Linked DNA regions of Sus scrofa: regions 1 and 3 are each linked to region 2. The links are chromatin contacts, called in public Hi-C and HiChIP or PLAC-seq maps. All regions are on one chromosome and are shown on one strand. The core of a region is the stretch at or near the end of the contact, and the rest is flanking DNA. Distances in the headings are between cores, read along the strand shown. Region 1 holds the start of TTC1 (tetratricopeptide repeat protein 1). Region 2 holds the start of SLU7 (pre-mRNA-splicing factor SLU7). Region 3 holds the start of PWWP2A (PWWP domain-containing protein 2A).

What was found. A called contact is a pair of places that touch in the nucleus more often than the background predicts. HiChIP or PLAC-seq counts read pairs in DNA pulled down with a chosen protein or histone mark.
Region 1: a contact with region 2 is called in a Hi-C map of liver, with 12 times the contacts expected there. The contact joins the promoter of TTC1 here to the promoter of SLU7 in region 2. A contact is called at or near these places in 2 of 5 promoter capture datasets (fetal liver and liver), 3 of 47 Hi-C or Micro-C datasets (heart right ventricle and liver) and 1 of 2 datasets of contacts at active chromatin or transcription factors (alveolar macrophages).
Region 3: an H3K27ac HiChIP or PLAC-seq map of alveolar macrophages shows a contact between it and region 2. The contact joins the promoter of PWWP2A here to the promoter of SLU7 in region 2. A contact is called at or near these places in 1 of 5 promoter capture datasets (fetal liver), 1 of 47 Hi-C or Micro-C datasets (liver) and 1 of 2 datasets of contacts at active chromatin or transcription factors (alveolar macrophages).

The regions. Positions count from the first base shown.
Region 1 is chr16:63,513,765-63,517,934 of Sscrofa11.1, forward strand. It overlaps TTC1 (tetratricopeptide repeat protein 1), which reads right to left and starts at 1,753. Exons shown (of 8, transcript XM_005672575.3): 1 at 1,623-1,753; 2 at 1-300. The coding sequence starts at 269.
Region 2 is chr16:63,116,888-63,121,028 of Sscrofa11.1, forward strand. It overlaps SLU7 (pre-mRNA-splicing factor SLU7), which reads left to right and starts at 1,539. Exons shown (of 16, transcript XM_003134093.4): 1 at 1,539-1,932; 2 at 3,882-4,067. The coding sequence starts at 3,898.
Region 3 is chr16:63,407,260-63,411,858 of Sscrofa11.1, forward strand. It overlaps PWWP2A (PWWP domain-containing protein 2A), which reads left to right and starts at 2,639. Exons shown (of 4, transcript XR_002339711.1): 1 at 2,639-3,308.

The DNA of each region.
Region 1 (4,170 bases), core at 503-3,002, 400 kb after region 2:
GAGGAATTCACATCATCATCAGATTTGTTCTCAACCTTGTTGGGTCCTGGCTCCTCCTCAAATGAGGCACTAGAGTCATGAAAGCACTCCTCTTCTTCCTGGTCTTCCTGGGGACGAGCCTCAACATCCTTGTGCAGCTTGCTCTGGGTATGGTCATCTTTGGCATTAGCAACTGGAGGGCTAACACATTCTGCTTCGTGGGTATCTGTAACTTTCAAACCATTGAACATATCCTCTGAAACCATACAGTTTTCTGACTTCTCTCCCATGCTCAATCGTGAAGGAGGTGAAGCTCAAACTCTGGGAAAGAGAAAACATGTTAGGTAATGGTTATTTATCTACCTATCAAATGCTAACCATCACATCTGAACAAATTCCTGCATCAAAGCCCAAATTGTACCCTAACATCTTTTCATTGAAATTCATTCATTTATGTATTCACATATAAAGGATATCATAAGTCCATAAACAATGTCAAATGTAATTTTAACCGATACTTTTCAGAACTTTTTTTTTTTTTTTTTGCTTTTTAGGGCCACATCTGTAGCACATAGAAGGTCCTAGGCTAGGGGTCAAATAGGGGCTGTAGCCACTGGCCTACACCACAGCCACAGTAATGCCAGATCCTAGCCACCTCTGGGACCTACCCCACTGCTCACAGCAACGCAGGATCCTAAACCCACTGAGCAAGGCCAGGGATCCAGCCTGCATCCTCATGGATACTAGTTGGGTTCGTTAGCCGCTGAGCCACAATGGGAACTCCCCAGCACTTCTCATAAGCAACAAGATAAAACCTATTTAAACGTGACTCTTCCACTTTCCACTTCTTCCAGTTTGTCCCAGTAGCAAAAAAGTAGGCAGAAGTGAAAACAATGGCAAGAAAAATGAAGAGTCCCTAACCTTTATTCAGAATAAACAGCAGGTTGTAAATAAGAAACTATGGCCTGTCTTTCCAGCACCACCACACGAATTACCAAAAGAGTAATTATCAATTTCACCCAAATGTGTGTGGTAGAGCCGAGGCAGGTTAGAGTGGAAGGGGAGCCCTGGCTCAGGTGGCCCTAATCAGGATTCTCAAGGGGGTCAGAATCAGCCACTAAAAGCGTGGTTCTCAACCCTGGCTGCACAACATTAACACTTTGGACGCTTTACAAGAACGAGTGCTCACTATCTTACACTCTACAGATTCTGATTTACTGGTCTGGTGTGGAGCCAGGGCATCTGTATTTTTAAAAAGGCATCTCAGGTGATTCTCACGTGCAGCCAATTGAGAACCACTGCTGCAGAAGCTGAGTCAGACTGTCACCAGCCCCGCCCCTCCGGTCGCAACAAATTCACGCCAACGACCCTTGCTTGTGTTGCGACAATAGCCCGAATTCCCTCCAGCACGTCTCAAGAAAACTTAAAACAACACGATTTTAATAAGGAGACTTGCCTCCACAGCAACGTTTTGTTTCTCTGCGCTCCCAGGTGGAGTGGAAAAACGCAGGAGGTTGAGGCCCCAGGGTTAAAGACGGGCCACCCCACGCTCCCCAAGGATTCGTACCCTAGCTGTGTCCCTAAACCTGAAGAGAAGACACCTAGGCGGCTACTTACTGCTTCACAGCTCCTAGCGTCCTCACCTTCCCAGCTTGAGATCCTCTTCTTCCGCTCAGTCAAGGGCTCTTCCGTCGGCGCCAATAGCGTCGCTGTTCGCAAAGCGTCCTGGGAAATGTAGTAAAACCTCCAGGAGAGAGGGCGTATCTGTCCCTGTGTGACGTCATTGTACGACCTGAAGTATAAGAGACGGTTGCCATCTTGAGTTACGGCTAGTCTCCGTGTAACTCAGCGTCGGAGGGAAAAAGAAAAAGAGAAAGGCTGTTTCTGTGCTGTTCCTTTTACACCTTGGCTCTGACCTTTCTCATGCTGCCTGTGCTGTGTACAGAGGAATCCTGAAGCTTTACTTGTCCAAAAGTAAAGTTTTCGATCGAATGGTTCTCGCAGTGTGCATTTTAAGGGCTTCACTGCTAGATCAACAGTGTTGATAATAATAAGTTGTTATCTGCCTTTCCATGTTCTTTCCCGCATGAATGTTCAGTGGATTTTCCAGAGGCTTTGTGTCCTGTGATAGCGCAATGGATTGAATACAGAAGGAGTGATAAAAATTCAGATGTCTTCTATTCAGCCAGAGATTTGCAAAAAGGTAAAACACCACCATATATATATATATATATATACACATATGTATATATATGTATATGTGTATATATGTATGTATATATATATATGTATATGTATATATAGTTTTGGAAAACATAATTATCATCTATAAAAGGATTATTTGTGTTAGCATGTAATGGGTGTATTGTTATCCTAAGTGAATTAATAAATTAATATTACAATTTTTTCAGTTCTTACACAGTAACCCACATAAACAAAAGCTTTTTATGGTCCTTCATAATATTTGAGAATGTTAAGTGGCCCTGAAACCAAAAGCAAACTGTTGGCCTACATAGTCATTCAGAAAACGTTACTGAATGTTTATTAGACCCCAAGCAATGGAGTTCCCATTGTGGCACAGCGGAAGCAATCTGACTAGTAGCCATGAAGATGCCGGTTAGATCTCTGGCTTCACTCAGTAGGTGGGGATCCGGCATTGCCCTGAATTGTGGTGTCTGTTGCAGACTCAGCTGGGATCCCGCGTTGCTGTGGCTGTGGTGTAGGCTGGCAGCTATAGCTCTGATTCGACCCTTAGTCTGGGAACTTCCCATATGCTGTGGGTGCAGCCCTAAAAAGCAACAACAACAAAAAGGCAAAACAAACAAACAAAAACAAAAACCTGTGTATATATGTGTGTGTCAATTTTGGAGACTTTTTAATATTTCTTAATTTTTAAAATACAGCAGGAACTTCAAAAAAGTGTTTAGATTTTAAGACCTTTAAGAAGTCCTGTTAATAAATTCTGGTGTGATAGAAAGGCTGTAAATTTTAGAACAAACTAAGTAAATAAATAAAATAAATGCATTATAGCGTCAGCTCTTTAATTTTAATTTTTTAGGGCCGCACCTACAGTATATGGAGAGTCCCAGGCTAAGGGTCGAATCAGAGCTGAAGCCGCTGGCTTATGCCACAGCCACAGCAATATGGGGCCTGAGCCGAGTCTGCGACCTATAGCACAGCTCACAGCAATGCTGGATCCTTAACTCACCAAGTGAGGCCAGGGATCAAATCTGCATCCTCATGGATACTAGTCAGATTTGTTTCCGCTGAGCCAGGACTGAAACTCCAGTGTCAGCTTTTTTACTTTACTAGCTGTCCAACTTTGGATGGTAATTCTAATAGCTAACCTTCATTGATTATGTGCTTATTAGGTACTACATGTCATGAAAAAAGCTTTAGGTGGATTATTTGATTATTGGAATTCTAATTCTGGCTCCATCATTTGACTACCTGTATTACTTTGGAGCAAATTAATTAGTGCTTCTAAGCTTAATATATAAATTTATCTCATATGCAAAAATTGGATAACACTGGATCCTCCCACTTAAGTTTTTGGCAGAGAGAAATGAGAAAATCTAGAAGACAAGGACCACAGGCCTAGGCACATGATGTTTCATGAATGTTAAAGACAATACGTGACAGGCCTTGTGACAACAGCTGGAGACAAGAGACCTAATATGAAACAGTCCCATCCGTAAGAAGTCAGGGGTGGGGGAAGGGGGGAGAGGGGGGAATAAAGGCACTGCTGAGCCCCAAAGAATAAGCAATCCACTCTTTTCTTTCTATATCAAGAAGACCAACATCCAGTTGGGCCAGTTTGGTAGATCTTTACTAATAAGACATTTGAGTTAGGCTGCTGAAAGAGGAATAATTCATTAAGAGGACAAAAACAGGAGAGGCTGAAGGACATCAAAAAAATATTTTTAGAGATGCAAGCCAACCAATCAATTCCTGGAACCGCAGAGATTTTGTCTCTTTTTGCTTACAAACCCCTCTGTAAAAGGAAATTCATCTAGAGAGCAGTGCTGTTGTTATTTTCCCAGCACAAAGATCTCCTCTGTCTTGTTTACAGTTATGAGGGGTCAGTGAACATCCTGTTATCACATGGGGGAATGGTCCTCTTTCAGGAATTTATGACCAAAACACAGAGGAACTCAGTGCTCTGATGGGTTGTGTCAAAAGATTTTGTGA
Region 2 (4,141 bases), core at 289-2,788:
CTCCAGGGGGAATCCAAACTTTACAAAAGATTAGAGAAGAATCTTGTCAAGCACACATAATTCCTCTGGGAGATGTGCTCCCTGGTTTGTTCTTGGTGGTTTTAACTAAACAGGCCTTTACACTTCCAAGCAAATTTCAGCAATTGTTTTAAGGAGATAAAAATAAAGCTTGAGTGATTCACAGACTGATCAAGTTCAGACTATTTTCTGACAACTTCTTTTCAACTATTGCCTTGCACAATCAAAATTAATAATTACATTCTTATGCCCTGGACACTGAAAATTAATAAGAAAAAAATAGATTATATGATAATGAGATCTTTTATTGAGACAAGGATGTTAGCTATTTTCACTTTGACATTTGGAAGGAATATATACGTGTTATTTCAAAAAACAAAATGTTGACCAGAACATTGGAGTTCCCGTAGTGGCTCAACGGTTAACTAATCTGACTAGCATCCATGAGGATGCAGGTTCAATCCCTGGTCTTGTTCAGTGGGTTAAGGATCCGGCATTGCCCTGAGCTGTAGTGTAGGTCAAAGACACAACTGGGATTCTGTAGGCCCACAGCTACAGATCTGATTCGACCCTAGCTTGGGAATCTCCATAAAGCCACGGGTGTGGCCCTAAAAAAGCAAAAAAAAAAAAAAAAAAAACTCAGAGAAAGTTCTACTCCAAAATTACTGCTTATTTTCCAGCACTTTATTTCACATTACACTTTAAAGGAAAGTTCAGATGCCATATATATCATTGTTTTGTTTTCACACAACGGAAATCGTTCTAAAGAGCTTTTTTCCTAAGAGTAAAACACAAGATCACTTTGGGGCAAAGTGTTGCAATTACGGATTAGATCCATATATCCTCAGAGGACCTGGTATTCCTTTGATAGCAGCTTTCTACAAATCACCGGAAAAACTTAGTGTCTTTCTCACTCTGTATGATGTAAATTCGAAGAGGGAAAGACTGTGTTTACCACGTCCCCAGCGTGTTACACTAGCTACTAATTAATACTAATTTTAACTCTTTCTTTCTTTCATTTTTGGCTGCCCAACGACATATGGAGTTCCCTCGCCAGGGATGAGAACCGAGCCACAGCTGCGACCTATGCTGCAGGCAGGATCCTTAACCCACCGCACGGGCTGGGGAAGGAACCCGCTTCGCAGCGCTCCGGCAGAAACGCCGCCGGTGTCTCTGAGCCTCAGCAGGAAAACTTTCACTGCTTTTTTAACTTCAAGCACTTCCGCATTCATTTCGTTGCACTTTGATTTCATTTCGTGAAGCATAAGCTGTTGTCTGTTCTCGGCACTAAAACTTTTGTTTGCATGTTTTGTTTTACGTCGTAAAATTCTGCGACTCAAAAAGAAAAAGAGTTGAAAAAGCACAGGATGTAAAATGAGCTGCTCAGGAGTTCCCGTCATGGCGCAGTGGTTAACGAATCCGACTAGGAACCATGAGGTTGCGGGTTCGGTCCCTGCCCTTGCTCAGTGGGTTAACGATCCGGCGTTGCCGTGAGCTGTGGTGTAGGTTGCAGACGCGGCTCGGATCCCGCGTTGCTGTGGCTCTGGCGTAGGCTGGTGGCTACAGCTCCGATTCGACCCCTAGCCTGGGAACCTCCATATGCCGCGGGAGCGGCCCAAGAAATAGCAACAACAACAACAACAAAAAACAAACAAACAAACAAAAATGAGCTGCTCAATTCTAACCCAAAACTAGAGACCCCCTGTAGAGAGGTAGGTACGGATCGAGATCTCGCGAGACCAGCGTCGTTTGGGTGTCCGAGACCCAGAGTCTTTGGTGCGCATGTGTTAGTCGTCCGGAAGGCGCCGCAGTGGGTGCCGGGAGAGGAAGGAAAGTCAGGAAGTAAACATTGACGCTCCGCTTCCTTCGTGTCCGGCTGTTTTGGGGTCAGCAACTGCGCGACTTCGTGACCAGGTGAGGGATTATTGTGAGAATCTGGGGAAGGGGAGGAGGGTGAAGGTGAAGAACTCAGGGAAGTGAGCTAGAGGCTAATACAGATATCTTTACGGCGTTGACGAACGCCAGGTTGAGGAGAAAATGGGAACAGGGGACCGAAAAGGATGCCGCCGTGCTAGGCCTCATACGTGGTACTTGTGCCCAGTTAGACCAGGACTGTATCTTCAGTGGCATGACATATAGTGCTGGTGTTATATTTCTCTCGGACAGTCCTGCATTGGAGGGTTTTAAGCTTGGGTAGTGGGACATGATATGGTTAAATCTGTTTTAAAAAATAGCACTGCAGTGTGGAGAATTAATTGTAGGGAATCAGAAGAGACTCAAAGGAAAGAGTAATAACGTTGTTGAGAGCAGAAGTAGATGAATTTGAGTGATATTCAGAAGGTGAAAATAATACTTAGTGCTGACAGAGATATGGGTACTAGCTAGAACGTTGTTAAGTGATGGATGATGGTGTCTGTCTTTCATCAAGAGAGGGAACAGTGGAGGAGATTAGATTTCAGAGAGAAGATTAAGATTTGTTGAGTTCAGGGAGTTCCTCTTGTGGCGCAGCGAAACGAATCCGACTAGTATCCATGAGGATTCGGGTTTGATCCCTGGCCTCTATCAGTGGGTTAAGGATCTGGCGTCGCCATGAGGCGTTCTGGTTGCAGACTGAGGAGAGGAAAAAACAAAACAAAACTGTTTGTTGAGTTTAGTTTTCTCTGTGGTATATAAGTGGAGATACTTTGAAGCAAGTAATTGTAATGTACTTATCTGAAGCTCAAATAAAAGGTCTGGAGTAGAGAAATAAATTGGAGAGCCAACAGTTGTGTATTTTGGCTGTTGAAGCCTTGGAAATAGATAAGCTTGTCCTCTGCTGGAGTTAAGAGTGATGAAGAAGGCCCTAGGATTGAGCCTTGTGGAATCCAACATTAAATGACTGTACAGAAATGAATGAACTTGCAAAGGAGACAGGAACCAGTTTGGATCTGGTGTGGCTGCAGCATCGGCTAGCAGCTGCAGCTCTGATTTGAGCCCTAGCCTGAGAACTTCCATATGCCATGGGTAAGGTCCTAAAACACTAATATATATATATTAGTGTGTATATATATACATATATACATATGTGTGTGTATATATATAAAAAGGTATAGAACTAAAAAGTGTCCACAGGACTTAACGCATTGACAGCTTAGTGGTATATCTTTGGAGTGGTGGGAGTGGAAGGTAAATCAGAGTGATTGACGGAGGTAGAAGATGAAGAAATAGATGCAATGAATATAGGTAATCTTTTTTTTTTTTTTTTTTTTTTTTTTCTTGGGCCGCTCCCACGGCATATGGAGGTTCCCAGGCTAGGGGTCCAATCAGAGCTGTAGCCGCCAGCCTACACCAGAGCCACAGCAATGCAGGATCCAAGCCGAGTCTGCAACCTACACCACAGCCCACAGCAATGCCGGATCGTCAACCCACTGAGCAAGGGCAGGGATCGAACCTGCAACCTCATGGTTCCTAGTCGGATTCGTTAACCACTGCACCACGATGGGAACTCCTGAATATAGGTAGTCTTAAAGCATTCAGTCTTTAAGAGGAGCAGAGGTAGGACTCTGTGTACTTGCTAAGGGTTAGTGTGATGGAAAAGTTTGAGACACACACATAGAGAGGACTTCAGGAATATATATGAGAGAAAGAATCTTTATGTATGTCTCTCTCCAGTTGTAAATTAGAGTTGAGAGAAAACAAAAGTATATAGGCACTTTTGTGGAGGGAAAAGAGACCTTTTCCTTACAGACACTATGAAAGAATAAGAACATATGAAACATTTCATACAACCCACAGTATTATTTTTAGAGTGTACTTTTGATAGTCACACTGATGAATTCACAAAGGCCTGGTTTATACTAAGAGATATTTCTTCCTTTTCATAGAGGAGACCGGATAACCATGTCAGCTGCAGCTGTGGATGCAGTTAATGCTACCCCCATGTCGGGGTCCAAAGAAATGAGTTTGGAGGAACCAAAGAAGATGACCCGAGAGGACTGGAGAAAGAAGAAGGAGCTAGAAGAACAGCGAAAATTGGGTAATGCCCCTGCAGAAGTTGATGAAGAAGGAAAGTAAGTAATTTTTTATAAGATCTGTTCATTCAAAATTCAAATTCATGTCTACTTTTTTTTTTTTCATGGTCACA
Region 3 (4,599 bases), core at 1,389-3,888, 290 kb after region 2:
TACCACAGCTCACGGCAACGCCAGATCCTTAACCAACTGAGCAAGGCCAGGGATTGAACCTGCAACCTCATGGTTCCTCATCGGATTTGTTGACCACTGCGCCACAACGGGGAACGCCCAAAAAATAAAATTCTTAAAAAAATTTTTGCCCTTAGGCCTTTTCTGACCACTTTATCTAAAGGAGATACTCTCTGCCCCTCCTCCAGCTACTCCCTATCACCTCACCCTGTTTATTTCTTTTATGGCTTTGCTCATGATCTGTAATAGCGTTATTTATTCTTTGCTTATTTTCTAGCTCCTTTGCTAGAAAAGTAAGTCCTAGAAGGCTTTCATGTTCTTTCTGCATGCCTTCTGCCTGCCTAGCCCAGTAAGTGACAGATTTATTTGTTTGCCTTGAATATTTATTTGTTGAATAAATGGATGAAAGTTCTTACCAGTTTAGGAAGCTTGAAGTTTAATAGAGAACAGACCCGGAAAGAGTAGAAACAGAGAGGGCCTTGAATGACAAAAAGAAGAGAATATACTTGATGTGACTGTAAGAAGCCAGTTTAGCCTCTTGAGTTGCAGGATGAAAATGGTGATTTCAAATGGTGACTTGGTATGCTACTATCTGCTATAAATCCTTAATTTAAATGACTCACTACAGTGTCTTGCAATGAATTACTGCAAGAGATAATCAGGTCTTAGGTCTTGAGGGGTATTTTCCTCCCTGTGGGATATTATACAGTATGGGAACTCAGTGTGGGTCTAATAGTGTCAAGGAGCTATATGTTATGTTTAGTTACGTGATGATGGTGAAATATAGACAATTGATCACTGTGAAAACTCTGTAAGGTGGGATCCATGCCTGTTTTCTGTAGCCATCTAGCCTGCAGGAGATAAACTATTTTGTTCAATGGATGAGTGAAACATTCATGCACTTGCAAAAACCTGGTTTCTATAGCATCTGTGTGATCTTTAAGAAGACCACTTTATTTATTTATGCTTTTTCAGGGCTGAACCTGTGGCACATGGAAGTTCCCAGGCCAGTGGGTGAATTGGAGCTGCAGCTGCCAGCCTATGCAACAGCCAAGACTCACCAGATCCAAGCTGCATCTGTGACCTACACTAAGCTGACAGCAACACTGAGATCTTTAACCCACTGAGTAAGGCCAGGGGTCGAACCTGCATCCTCATAGATACTAGTCGGTTTTGTTTCCACTCAGCCACAAGGGGAACTCCCTCAATTTCTTTATTTATAAAATGGGGTTAATAGTACCTGCTTTATAGGAGTGTTATAAGGATGAAATGAGATATTATACTAAGTGTTTGTATTAATGCCTACACGTAGGAGGTGCTCAATAAACATTAGCTGTAAGTAATCTTTAGAATTTCATTTTTCACTCCACCTAAAGCTGGTAACTTTTCTCTCTTTGCTGTAGGCATTCTCAGTGCCTACAGTCTCTTCTGGAGAAAAGACTCAATCTGAGGTGCAATTAGTCAGAAATGGGTTCAATAGATTCTTCTACACAAGTGAAGAAACAAAATGGGAACAGAGAAGTAGGAGCATTAGGGCGGTGAAGAGAGAGGATTTTTTGCACCTGTGGCATAGGAGAGGCCCGGAACGAAAAAAGCTGGAGCAAGGAGCCAGGTGTCACCACTTTCCAAAAAGTAGTGTTCACAAGAAAGTCCAGGACTGCTCTCTGACATACATTAAGCTGACAATCATCAGCTTAATCTAGTGTGCATGGTGTCCTTCCTGTTTTCTTCCTTCCTTTCTCTCTCCTTCCCTCTTCCTTTCCCTGCGCCTGAGGCCTATGTAAGTTGTCTGGCCAGAGATTGAACTCAGGCCGTGGCAGCGACCCAGGCTGCTTCAGTGACACTTTAGGATTCTTAATGCCCTCCTTCGCAAGAGATTCGTTAGCATTTTCCTACTTTGGAATAAGTAGGTGCATTGTTCCTAGAAAGTAGAGCGACGTCGAGGAAACACTTTTTGTGGGAGCTTGAGCAGCTGCAGTGAGGTTATGGGAATGTCTTACACATTATTCTATTCTATTCCCGTGCAAGTGCCTTGCATGGTAGGAGCTCAAAAACTGTTTTTTAGAATTATCTTCAAACTTTTAGTTGTCCCTCTCAAAGAAGCCTGTGCCCACACGCGGCAGCAAGCAGGTCTGCGCCTAGAAATAACATTTATTCTAAGGACCTCTGCGCAGGGATTCCTGGGAGGCGGTTCCCCTCCCTTATTACTTCGTTTCTCCACCCCTCGGTCGCCTTTGAAAGAGTAGGAACGCCACGTGATTCCCTCGTTTACTCCACCTCTGAAAAACCGGCTGATAATGGGCAGGAGGGTAGACCAACTGTAAGACGTTATTTTCTCCTCCAGCCAATAGAAAGAGGAGCTAAGTATAAGGCTCAGCTTCGGTGACTCCCCCGCCCCCTTTGAGCCCGTCCCCAACTCCTCCTCTAAGATACCACATTTGACAACTCGCCCGGCCAATGAGAAGTTCCTACTCTGCATGGGAGGGATGGACTGGGTGATAGACGTCCTGATTTGACCAGTGGAATGTCACAAGTGCGGGAGGGGTGTAGGACGGAACCAATGGCGCAGTGCCAATAGCGAGCATGGGGGGGGTAAGGGCGGGACAAAACTGTTAGCGTGAGGGCGGGGAAGGCCCGGGGAACCCAGCAGCGCTGCCGCCGCCGCCGCAGCAGCAGCCGGAGTTGGAGGAGGGAGAAGCCAGGAAGAAAATGGCGGCTGTGGCTGCAGAGGCGGCAGCGACTGCAGCGTCCCCCGGGGAGGGGGGCGCCGGCGAGGCCGAGCCGGAGATGGAGCCCATCCCCGGCAGCGAGGCCGGCACTGACCCGCTCCCGGTCACGGCCACTGAAGCATCTGTGCCGGACGCCGAGGCCGACGGGCAGCAGTCCTCTCCTCAGGCCGACGAGCCCCCGCTCCCGCCGCCACCGCCGCCGCCGGGGGAGCTCGCCTGCAGCCCGGAGGCGGCGGAGCTGGAGCTGGAGGCGGACGAACTGCCTGCCGGTGTTGTGGAGCTGACGGCAGCCGCGTCTCAGGAGGGGCCTGACCTTCCACCTTCCCCTGCACCGCCGCCCGAGCAGCCCCCAGCTCCCGAGGAGCGCCAGGAACTACCGCTGCCCCAGCCAGCAGCCCCTGCGCTCGTGCCGCCGGCGGGCGGGGACTCCGCGGTGTCGCAACTGATCCCCGGCTCGGAGGTGCGGGTCACGCTGGACCACATCATTGAGGACGCGCTCGTCGTGTCGTTCCGCCTCGGGGAGAAGCTCTTCTCGGGGGTCCTGATGGATCTGTCCAAAAGGTACCGCGTCCTCCCCAGCACGCCCCCGGGCGCCCCGGCCCCCACGGTCCCCGGGGAGGGATCGAGCCTGGGCGGCCCCTTCACTTCGGGCTCCCGCCTCTTAGGCGCCCTGCTGCCTGTACCGCCCTTGGGTCCCGCGCGGCGCGTGGCGCGTGCTCCGAGAGGGGCAGGCGCGTGGGGCCGCAGGAGGGCGGGCCCTGCCCCAGGTGGACGCCCGCGAGTGCAGGTGTCCCGCCGGGTCGGGGGCGCGGGTGTTGACGGCCTTGCGGGTCTCACCCCCAGCCTCGGCCTTTTCCTATGACCTGGCCCTGGCTCACCCACACAAGGGTGGATGGGTTAATGCAAAATGCAGAAGGCTTTTTGCAGAGAACGGGGTGCTGGATGGGGGATACTGCCCTGTTCTCAAATTAGCCTTGAATGAGGTTGAAAAAAGGGGTGTGTGCTTTGGGACTCCCAAAAGGCTGTCACTCCTTATAAAGGGAAAAGCATTTATTAAAAATGAGATCCTTGACTGTTATTCTTAGTTAGAACTAATTCCCCCTAGATAAGTTCAGTATGGAAGCATATTTGGTTCATCATGATGATGGCTTTAAGAAAAGTCTAAAGAAGAGATGTTTTTTTTTTTAACCTTTAGTATCGAGATGTGGTATAAAAGTATTCAAATACTAACTTCTCAAACGATACAGTTTAAATGGTTGAGTTCACCCACAACGTTTGGGTGTGAACTCAATAGCCAGCCTCTTGTACCACATTTTCCTTTTTTAATTGTTTGGGCATTACTTTAAACAGGTGAAGAAGATACTTTCTTCTAGGTCTAGAGTTACCTTAACCTTTTTATTCTCTTCTTTTGCAGATATGAAGTGCAGAGACTCCCATTCACGGCTCTTCATTCTGTTTCCTGCAACAGCACACACTTAGTGTCTCACCTGTTTAGAAATGGTTAATTTTAGTATGTTTTACTTTTAGCTGCTTGCCCTCCCGTCCAGACCTAAGAATCTTTCCTCATTTGGGATACATAATTGAAGCATGGGAGAAGATGGGAGCCTTTACGCCTACGTCTTACATTTTTTAAAAAATTTAAAAAAATTAGTTTCTTTTTTGTCTTTTTTAAAAAAAATTATTTTTGCTTTTTAGGGCCGCACCTACGGCACATGGAGGTTCCCAGGTTAGGGGTCTAATCGGAGCTTTAGCTGCTGGCCTGTGCTAAAGCAACATGGGATCCAAGCCTCCTCTGCAACCGACACCACAGCTCACAGCAACGCTGGATCTCTGACCCACTTAAGCGAGGCCG